2 separate regions of the Mus musculus genome follow, and region 2 is linked to region 1. A link is a contact called in public HiChIP or PLAC-seq data. All regions are on one chromosome and are shown on one strand. Each heading gives the region's core, a stretch centred on a gene start, on an enhancer-like site or on the middle of the called end of the contact. The rest is flanking DNA. Distances are from core to core; before and after follow the strand shown.

Region 1 (5,396 bases), core at 1,157-3,656:
TCTCTTCTCTTCTCTTCTCTTCTCTTCTCTCCTCTCCTCTCCTCTCCTCTCCTCTCCTCTCCTCTCCTCTCCTCTCCTCTCCTCTCCTCTCCTCTCCTCTTCTCTTCTCTTCTCTTCTCTTCTCTTCTTCTCCTCTCTCTCATCTCACAATGTAGCCCTGGCTGACCTGGAACTCACTATTTAGACAAAGCTGGCCTTGAGCTCACAGGGGTTCTGCATCCCAAATGCATTTCTTAACTTGCTAGAAAGTCTGATGGCTTGACCACTTGAAGCCCCAAAGGTCTCACTCAGTGAGACATTTCCTTCAACAAGGCAAACCTCCTAATCCTTAAGTAGTGCCACGACCTAATGACTAAACATTAAAATATATGAACCTATTGGGGCCATTCACCAGCACTGTATAAAAAGTATGTTTATATAATGGAGGAATTCGGTTGTTATTTTTCAATTTATCAAAAGTCTTGAGTATCAAAAAAAAAAAAAAAAAAAAGGAGTGTGTCTTAGTTAGGGTTTCTATTCCTGAACAAACATCATGACCAAGAAGCAAGTTGGGGAGGAAAGGATTTATTCAGCTTACACTTTCCACATTGCTGTTCATCACCAAAGGAAGTCAGGACTGGAATTCAAGCAGGTCAGGAAGCAGGAGCTGATGCAGAGGCCATGGAGGGATGTTCTTTACTGGCTTTCTTCCCCTGGCTTGCTCAGCTTGCTTTCTTATACAACCCAGGACTACCAGCCCAGGGATGGCACCACTCACAGTGGGCCCTCTCCCTTGATCACTTATTGATCCTTACAGCTGGATCTCATGGAGGCATTTCCTCAAGGGAGGCTCCTTTGTCTGTGATAACTCCAGCTTGGGTCAAGTGGACACACAAAACCAGTCAGTACCGAGAGTGATTTCTGCCTCACAGTCAAGGTCATCACTGAGTAGGTCTTAGCTATGGAGTTATAGAGGGAGGTTTGGTATAGAACTGTGACTGGGGTGGGGATGGTGTGCAGAGGGAGAAGAGCACCCGTGTGATATCGCAAATGATGACATAAGTAATGGACCTGTAGCAAGAGAATGGCTGTCGGGATGGGGGAAGAGGGGGAAGGACCAAGAACATGAATAGATAGAATGAACTCATATGGAAGATATCACTGCACGTTGGGTGGCAGGCACTGGACTTTCAGATTAAAACCGCAGAAGGTTGGAGATGTCCACTTTCTGCCGAGTCTTACCTGCTTCTCCTTTATGCTGTGCTGGCCTGATTTCCCTCGGAGCTGCTTCATTACCATTTACTCTCATCTCCTGATCTAGCCAGATAATCAAGCACAGAGATACAAATCAACTCAGTCCCCATCTTCCTGCACCCCCTCCCCATCTCTTCTCCAACTGATGCATAGCTGCACCTAGCACCACTGCTTGCCAAGGCCTTAGAGTGCAAAGTCTTCTGGCCCAAGGCTGAGGTCCCTTCCTGCGATTCTCTTCCTCTCTCTTTCGGTCTTGTTCCTCTTTGCTCTACAAAAGTTTATGGCTTCTGTAGTGGATTTTTCTGTAATGGAGAAAGAAAATCGCTAAATGTATTCAATCCATTTTAGAGGTATGCTTTCAAAATGCCATGGGTCTGAATTGCAGTACTCATGTACTTTAAAAAAGAGTTTAGACATTGTGTGCAAATGGGGTGTGCAGTAATGGAGTTTCTTTGGTTCTGGTTCTGGCTTTAGAACTGTTGTGAAAAGTATTAGCTCTCCCCTGAGTCCACACAACATGCCCCCATCATTCCTTGATAACTTTGATCTTTTACCTGAGACAACAAGTTGTCTGTGAAGATCTCTGGGGTCTGAAGAAGAAGGAAGTGTTGGAAGGAGATCAGAGAGTGGGGCACACACAGCTGAGGGGGTGGGAGGGACCCAGATGTGGAAACATGAAAGCGGTACTTGCTAGGCAATGACTAATGATATGATAACTGTCTGTAAACACAGAGTGTGTAGGTTGGGAGTGCCAACAAGTATTGCCTCACTCAGCACCAGATACAATCTGAGAAGTAGCAAGGCAGACAGAGACACAGACAGCATCCTGAAATACAGGGGTGGCAGGGATGGGGTGGGGCAGACACTGAAGAGATTTTACAAAGCCTACTTCCTCTCTACGAACAACATCCACCAATCTGTCCACCCACTCACTTATTCCCCACCCCCTTTTATCCCCAATAAACCTCAAGCTACTTACACCCCAGAAAGCCTCTTTTTCTTGCTTTTCTTCATCTAAATGCTTTTCCTGAATCCTCTCCATTGTTTCTCTCCAGCAATGCTGACCTAAGAACTGGTTGCCAAAGCAATAGCATGCTATGGTGTAAGAGCGGACGCTGACTCGAGTCTGGTGCGGGAGGGTGGAGTGAAGGATCCACAACAGCCTTGATGTTGTTCTCAAAGCTACCGTTGATCCTGGAGGCATACCTAATTCAAGAGAGTGGAGACGGTTCTGTACCACTACTGTAAGCAACACCAAACTTGTGACTCTCCTCGTGTCTTCTCTCTGTCTCCAGTGTGACAGAGTCACCCATCTTGTGATCGTCAGCATGTATCTCCAAGTACACTCACTACAGATACTGATAGCACTCCCTCTTCTCCGGAACCCAAAAAGGATCAGATAGGGCTGAGCTGGGAGCTCAGAAGAAGCCTGAAGTAGAGTTCAAGAAGGCTCGGTCAACTGTAGAGCCATGGGGGCTGAAGGCAGGAAAATCACCATATTGATTAGACTGATAATGGAGAAAGAGTGAGTGGCTTCCATGGTGCCAAGAGGTGACTGGACACCCTTCATCCAGTCCCAGAACCCAAAGCATCTTCAAAAAAATAGATTCAGAACTATCGATCCTCTGCCGTCAAAGGGACTTCACCGCCCTCATGTGGTGAACACAGCACCGGCACTGGAGTATCAGATGGGCCTTGTTTTAAGAAGTAGGAAGCGGGAAGCCATTGTATTAGAAGGCAACTGCTCAAGCTAAAGAGCTTCATTTAATTGGAGGGCCACCAGGGTTTGGAACTATTTGGGGCTCTTTCTGCTTTTATGAATTCTCAACTAGTCCTCTACTGATTTCCACTTCTTTCTCTTATAGGCAACGAGAGGGACATCTTTGGTGAAATGCTGCCATCTTGTGGGAATTGTGAGAAGAACCATGGTTTTTACCTGGCAGGTATTGTCGGCTTTTTGAGAAGCCAGGACCTTTGAAGTCAGAATTCATCCTTAGGAAAAACCATGACCGCAGTCCAATTTACCTTTGACATTAATATCTTCCTTTTGTAGAGGAAAGGAATTTGCTCCTTTAGAGTTGTAGCCTGGCCATTTCTGTGTGAATGTATACATTCCTCAGACCAGCAACACATAGGCACACACATGCACACGCGGGCGCGCGCACACACACACACACACACACACACTTCTTGCCAAAGCTTCTTGTACTTCCCCATCCCTTCAAGACGGAAAGGGGTGTCCAGCACACTTGAATTCACACCAAGTGTCTATAAGTGCTGGTCACTTCAACAATGGCGACTCACAGTCTTCCTCTGCTCTCTAGCAGACTACTCAGGTTTTCTCCAGCTTTTCCCATCATTCCATCCTGTTATCCCAACCCACGACTCCAGTAGGCATCCCTAGCAACTCGCCAGTCAAGCCTACAGAGAAGCAAGCAGACCAGAGAAACAGGTGGGTGAGCTTCAGATCTTTTTCTCCTCTCCTCCACATCCATCCTCTAATCTCGTTCCAGGTCCATAAGAGACTAGCTGTTGTGGCCTCTCCTCACTCTCTGCCCCCATTCCCAGAGGAATAAACAGATCCTAGCAGACAACACTGCTTTTTTTCCCTACTGCGGACCATCTCATATCCTGCCTCCTAGTCCATCCGAATTCCTCAGCATCAGATCCCAATACGTAGAAACACATTTTACCCAGAAACCCTAGTGGTCACTCCTGGCAGCAACCCAGAAGAATTAACTACTAGATATTACACAACTAGTAGACCCTCCTAAAAACCAGAGAGGGCAACAGAAACCAATGAATGAAACACCTATCCAACAACATAAAAGCAGATTTAAACATCTAGAATTACAATCTTCCCAAACCCTAGGTGACAGCATAAAAAACACAGTAAATAACAACTGGGACAATATGACTCCAGTAGAGTCCAAAAACCTAGGCATCCTTCTTCCAGAAGAACCCAAAAAGCATCTTGAACCGAATGGATTCAGAGCCATCGGCTTTCTGGAAGAAGTATTCCAAGCAAACAGACTTAAGAAGCAAGCTTGTGTGGCCATTGTAGTATCTAACAAAATAGCCTTCAAACTAAAATAATCAGAAAGAGATAGGGAAGGACACGACATACTCACCAAAAGAAAAATCCATCAAGAGGACATTGCAATTTTTAACATCTATGAAGCAAACTCCAAGGCACCCAAGTTCATAATAGGATTAAATACAGATGAAATCATGCATTGATCCTCACACTGATAGTGGGATACTGCAATGCCCAACTCTTGCCAATAGACAGTGAAGGGCTAACAGGGCCAAACATGGCAAGCATGGCGTTGCGCTGGCAGGTTTTGCACTTTCTCCTCCCCTCTTCTTTGTTAAACCCTTAGATAACATTCCTGAAGCTAGCCTCCAAGGGCCATTCCCTTATTTAGGCATTGACTCATTCCTGAGACTGATCACCAAGATCCAACTATCAAATCGTCAAGGTCCAGAAGTCAAAATTCATTCTTTGGTTACACTGGCTAACCTGTCCAATCAGGTCTTACCACTAGCTAACCTGTCCAATCAGGTCTTACCACTGGCTACCCTGTCCAATCAGGTCTTACCACTAGCTAGCCTGTCCAATCAGGTCTTACCACTGGCTAACCTGTCCAATCAGGTCTTACCACTGGCTAACCTGTCCAGTCAGGTCTTACCAACTCATCATAGCACAGACTTCCTTCCATTTTCTCCTTAAACATCAACTCCTGAAAAAACACAGACTTCTATCTTTGTCTGATCCAGAGGCAGTATCTTCCCTGCTTGCCAAGTCCTGTCCCATTACCCAGCAGCTTGTCTCTCCAGGGTAATTGTCTTTGTGCTGAGAACTTGGTGTCTGGGTGTTTTTGTAGACTCTGAGGAGCGCCCTTACAGAGAGGTCGTCCAGACAAAAACTAAACAGAGAAATACTGGAGCTAACAGACATTATAAACTAAGTGGACCTAACAGTTACTTGCAGAACATTTTATCCAAACACAAAAGAATATACCTTCTTCTCTACAGATCATGGAACTTTCTCCAAAATTGACCGTATACTCAGACACAGAACAAGTCTCAACAGACAGGAGAAACTGAAAATAACACCACCAAGCTGGATTATCAGCAACAAAAAGTTTACGAACGCATGG
Region 2 (5,396 bases), core at 2,161-4,660, 1.2 Mb before region 1:
CCTGCATCACTGGGACCGAATCCATCTGAGGACTTTATGACATCTCATCCAGTAACTGGAACCCAGGGTTCATGACCTTGTCAGGAGTCTTCCATAAGGTAAAACACCCCTTTAAGAGGGTTGTCCCTTGGATATCGATTGGGCCCTTGATCTCTTGGGGATGCCCTGTTAGTTGGGGTCACTGATTGATCCCCTTCCTCCCCAGGGGTCAGGCCTCTTCTATTGCTGTAGCCTCGGCATTGGGAGGTAAGTTTCTGGAACTTCCTTAAGTGCAATCATTTCTTCACAATACAAATTCCAGTTCTAGGGCTGACTTAACAGTCATGGGCTACTTGTGTTCCTCAGCTCACTGTAGGCTGCTATGTCTTCTCAAGAGAATGCTAGCACAGGCTGAGCATTACCTCCAACTTGTCTTTGTGCCTCTCTCCCACACACTGGCATTATAGGCATGTGCCACCATGCCTTGCTCTTTCCCTCTTCCTCTGTTGTACCCATCTTCTAAAACCCAGTGAAACAAAATAACCAGTTGCTGACACAACGCAGGAGGCTCCTAAGGTTGTCATCTCCTTTCTGGTCACATTTACCCCCTAAAGTCAAAGTGCAACTAGCTTACATAATTGGAGCCCAATGCCCGTCTTGGCAGTTGGATAAAAGCTAGTCATGACTGGTGCTCCTGTAAGGACAGCTTCAAGATTTCATGTAAGGGCTGGAGACATAGCCTAAGGTTAAGAGCTAATGTTCTTTTCAGAGGAACCAAGGATGAACTGACGCCTGGATCAACGTCCACCCGACCTTTCCATAGACACATAGTTAAGAGTAAAAAGATTTCATGCTGCCTGAAGCTCCAGAAGAGACCTAAACAGCCACAACCAGGCCTTTCTGAGGCGCTGCAGGATGTGTGACAGCAATGCCACAGAGAACACTAACCAGTCAGACTTGTTCTTTGCATCGCAGGAATCAAGAGCTGTGTGACAGGCAGCGAGCGCTGCCACCTCTCCCTGCAGTCTTCTATCTGAATGGTGAATTTTACTGACTCTATCCACCACATAGGTGTTTAGTTACCTCCATTCTGGCTTCAATGAGTAGAGTCTGGAAATGAACTTTCTTTCTGAAAGTTTCATTCTCATGGAACAAGGCTTGATTAATAAATTGACTGAGATGAGCTAAAAGACTTGTGAATGGTACTAGGTTTTCCTTGATAGGGGCAGGTGGTCCTTTGCAAACTCTGATATTGTACAACTATCACTTTACCACCAGTCCCCCACAGTCAACCTGGTGGTACAGGACTGAATCCCAGCCACTTAGACAGGTTAGCAAGTTCATGGACAGCTGTTGGTTATACCAGGGATCACTGCCTGTCTCCGTCCCTCTACTGCTGGAGTGACAGATGGTGGCTGCTGCCCTAAGCTGATACATAGGTCCTATCCTCATGCTGGGGTGGGGTGGGCCGGGCCACCATTTTCTCAACTCTGTAAACTTGCTTTTTAAAGTGAAATACATATGTAGAACACAGAGGGGGTGAATAAAAGACATGTCCACTTTCCAGTACTTCTGACTACCAGCTTGTTGCTAGGGATCAAACAGCTTTGTGTATGCTATGCAAAAACTCCCACTATAAAGTATACCCTCAGCATGGAAAGACAAGGAGTCACCATGCAGTTCAGGCTGGCCTCACAATCTTCCTGCTTCTGCCTCAAAGTCCAGCTTGCTGATACCTTGTGTTCAATAAAGAAGCATCACTAGCATTACTTTCAGCCGGGCGTGGTGGCGCACGCCTTTAATCCCAGCACTTGGGAGGCAGAGGCAGGCGGATTTCTGAGTTCGAGGCCAGCCTGGTCTACAGAGTGAGTTCCAGGACAGCCAGGGCTACACAGAGAAACCTTGTCTCGAAAACCAAAAACAAACAAACAAACAAAAATTACATTCATGTAAGGAGTCTATAAGCAAGGTGTTACAGGAGACTTGGGTGTGGTCAACAAGGGTAATAAGTTAGGAGATCTCAGTTCAGTCCAGGTGCTAATAGTTTATGACAAGTGATTTTCATCTGGCTTGAGTTCACTGATGAAATAATCCCACCTTAAATTAAAAGTACAACCAGGCAGCACATACGTTAAGGTTGGGAGCTCTAAGGGAGATAGTTTAAGTGTCTGGGACCAAAGGGTCCCAAACCAACCCCATCTTGTTAAAATGTACAGAAATGTACTAGACCTAGCTTAAGTTGGGATAGAGAATTTCAGCACCTAATTTCTTTTGTTGTTTATGGTTTATTCACTTTTTATGTGTTGAGTGCCTGTATTTATGTATGTGCTTTATTGCATGCAGATATTGCTGGAGGTCAGAAGATGGTGTAGGGTCCTTTAAAACTGGAGTCACAAATACTTGTGCACTGCCGTATGGGTTCTGTGAAATAAACCCAAGCCCTCTGTAAGAGCAGCAAGTGCTCTCAACTGTTAAGCCGTCTCTCCAGCCTTTGGTGGTGGTGTATTTTCTTTTGCTTTTCAAGAAAGGCTCTCTTGCAGCCTAAGGTGACCTGGATTTAGACTAGCCTCGAACTCCTGATCTTTCTGCCTCTACTTCTTGAGTGTGGTGGCATCATATGCATGGGCCCAATTCAGCACCCATTTCATTCTTTTGCTCTACAGACCAGCTTCTACATTTCCAGTTACTGGTTTATATCTTTATCTCTATCTATCTATCTATCTATCTATCTATCTATCTATCTACCTACCTACCTACCTACCTACCTACCTACCTACCTACCTACCTATCTATCTATCTATATCCCTAAACGAAAATCTCAATGCTCCAATCTGAGAGCAACACACACACACACGCTTATTTTGTTCCGGTAGCCCAGGGCGAGTGCTAATAGGTTTGAATACCATGGATAGCTACTGAAATATTAAGAATATGAACTTAATTCGATATACCTCACTCACGCAGCTAAGCCTCTATAGAGTATAAGCCTTTGGGTGTGTGCGACAAAATCACGTAAGTTCTCAAAGGGAAGACGCAAAACCAATAATTAACTTAGCCGAGTCACAAACTGAACCGGTCCTTGCAGCCAGTTTTCGCCCGCCTTGTCTAGTGTGGGTATTGTCGCCAGCAGCTGCTGACGCCTCACAGGAGTGCTACGTGGCGTCCTCGCGGTCACCGCTCTCCTTCCCCGACGGAGACGCCCAGCTCGACTTCCCCTTGATCTACCGCCAAGCGGATGCATCCTGAAGTTTAGGCGCCTCCTCACGCCGCGCGGCTGAATCCTTACCTCCGGCCAGACTAGCCTACCGGAGTGGCTGCTCCCGGAAGTGCTGTCCCGCGGGGTGGGAGGAGCGAGCCGCTGCTCCCGGAAGTGCCGGCTGGCCGGGTGGGCGTGGCGAGTTGCCGCACCCGGAAGTGCCGGCCCGCAGGCGGGGCTGCGGCTGCCACGTTGGAGCGGAGCGTGGAGGTGGCCCTGGGCCGCGGAGGAGGGGCGGCGGCGGCGGATCCGGGGAGAGGCCGACGCTCGCCGGCTAACGCAGGACAGGTCGCTGAGGTCCGCCAGGTGTGTCCGCCGTTTGTTTCCTGCCCCTCGCCAGGTTCGGTGTCCGCTGCCGAGGCCCGAGGCCCGTTCTCCGCTGACGGCGCGCCCCCGTCTCGTTTCGGCCCCGCCGGGACAACGCCTGGAGTCGCAGCAGGCGGGTGATCGTGCCGGTCATCCTCTGCCGACGTTTCCAGGCTGCCCTGCTCGGGAGTGAGTTTGAGGTTAACCTTTCAGTCCCTGTGCACAAAGTGGTGCGATCCCCAAGGGCATGGAAGGGAAACAGACCTCGGGATGATTTCTTTGACTTCACCTAGGTTGAGATTTTTGTGTTAAGTTGTGTTTGAACTGTTGCCAGATTTAAAGGACCATAGATTTGAAAGGAAGGCTACTGTCGTTTAACTAGGACTGTATTATTTAGCGACAGCAGTCGCTAATCACAGCCGGTGCTTCAAAAGCATATGATTTTGCTGCTGTTGTATTAAATTACATTGTGAGGCAGTTGTAAAATAACTGCCTGGACTTGTGGGCATGTAAACTTTTTCTGTGAGCTCGTAGAACTAATTCTGCAGGTCTTCCTGGAAGTTGCAAGAGTTTTTTTGATAGTTCCTCCAAATTGTTAAACTATACAAAGTTGAAACTTGGCTCTTTGTCTACAATTGTAACTCTTATATATATATATATATTTATATGTATAAATAAAATTAGAAGCTCGCTCATGTGACCGTATCCTCTATATCCTGATTATTCAGGAGTTGGATAAAATGTACTGCCCTTTTAAGTAATTCTGTCCTTGTTTCTCTTCGTTACAGCAAACCAAGAAAGGTTTGCAGGGAATAAGAACTTTTGGATAATTTCTATCTTAATTGTGAATGTTACACATTGTGGAGTCTGGAAATGTGAGATTTGCGATGAGATTTGGATTTCACTGGTAAATTTTGTAAACAGGTTTTTTTCCCCCCCTGAAACATGTAAGAGTAGAAAGATATTTGTGAACTGTTAAAGGCAATGGCTATCAGTCTTTTGGCATTTTCATCCCCCTTTGGAAGCATCGGGCTTTTCCTAGAAAAGCATGCGCACACTGTATGCACATACCTGGGTAGGATTTTCTGTGTAATTTCATGAGGTTCAAAAATCCCGCATTAAAGACTTGTCAAGTGATACAGCAAAATTAATTTCTTTTTGTTTCTCCCTCTCTTCTTCCCCGTTTCCTTCATTCTTTGAGATAGGGTCTCTTGTGGCCCGGAGTAGTCTCAGACTTATTGATTAGCTAAGGATGACCTTGAATTCTGACCCTCCTTCTCTAACCTCCGGAGCTGTGGGATTTCAGGCATCTACCATCACACTGGAAGTATTTTCTTTTATTGTAGATTAACTTCTTCTCCTAACATTTTATCTTGTAGATTTATAAGATAACATGCAGTTCTGCAACCGCGGTTGATTTTTTTTTTTTTTTTTTTTTTTTTAAGTTTGGTTGAGTGAAGTGAGCCTGGAACAGCTGATAGTGCTAAGGAGCTTTTGGAGAACAAATATTCCTGTCCTTTGTGAGTTATTCTGCCCACGTGGACCTTTACTAAAAATGGTCCCAGGCTCGGGTTTGCACTCTCCGTATAAGAATCAAAGGTGCTGAGTCTGTCACCTCTGAGGTGTGGGGCAGCTGTTTGCAAGGTTGCTGTTTTTGACAGAATAGTACTGTTGGCTTTCATGTTGCTACATAAAACTTGCAATGTGAAAATGAGTTTAGAACCGCAGAGGTGGCTCATCGGGAGCACACGCTGCTCTTCCTGGGGATCACCAACATCAGGTGGCTCTCAGTCACCTACAAGTCACCTACATATACACAAACACATATGCATATGATTTAAAAATACTAAAAAAA

What was found. HiChIP or PLAC-seq counts read pairs in DNA pulled down with a chosen protein or histone mark.
Region 2: a FOXA1 HiChIP or PLAC-seq map of pancreatic cancer cells shows a contact between it and region 1. The contact joins the promoter of Sec31a here to the enhancer-like site in region 1. A contact is called at or near these places in 4 of 39 promoter capture datasets (the SN4741 cell line, hippocampal neurons, maxillary cranial neural crest and 1 more) and 2 of 115 datasets of contacts at active chromatin or transcription factors (astrocytes and pancreatic cancer cells).

Annotation. Positions count from the first base shown.
Region 1 is chr5:99,200,246-99,205,641 of GRCm38.p6, reverse strand. No RefSeq gene overlaps it. Among named protein-coding and RNA genes, the nearest start is that of Rasgef1b, 50 kb to the left of the region's middle. Within about 2 kb of position 2,406, at least 28 of the 459 cell types and tissues checked have an H3K27ac peak or open chromatin away from gene starts, as enhancers often do. A contact at or near this core is called in pancreatic cancer cells, where this site is marked.
Region 2 is chr5:100,414,248-100,419,643 of GRCm38.p6, reverse strand. It overlaps Sec31a (Sec31 homolog A (S. cerevisiae)), which reads left to right and starts at 3,410. Exons shown (of 28, transcript NM_026969.1): 1 at 3,410-3,541.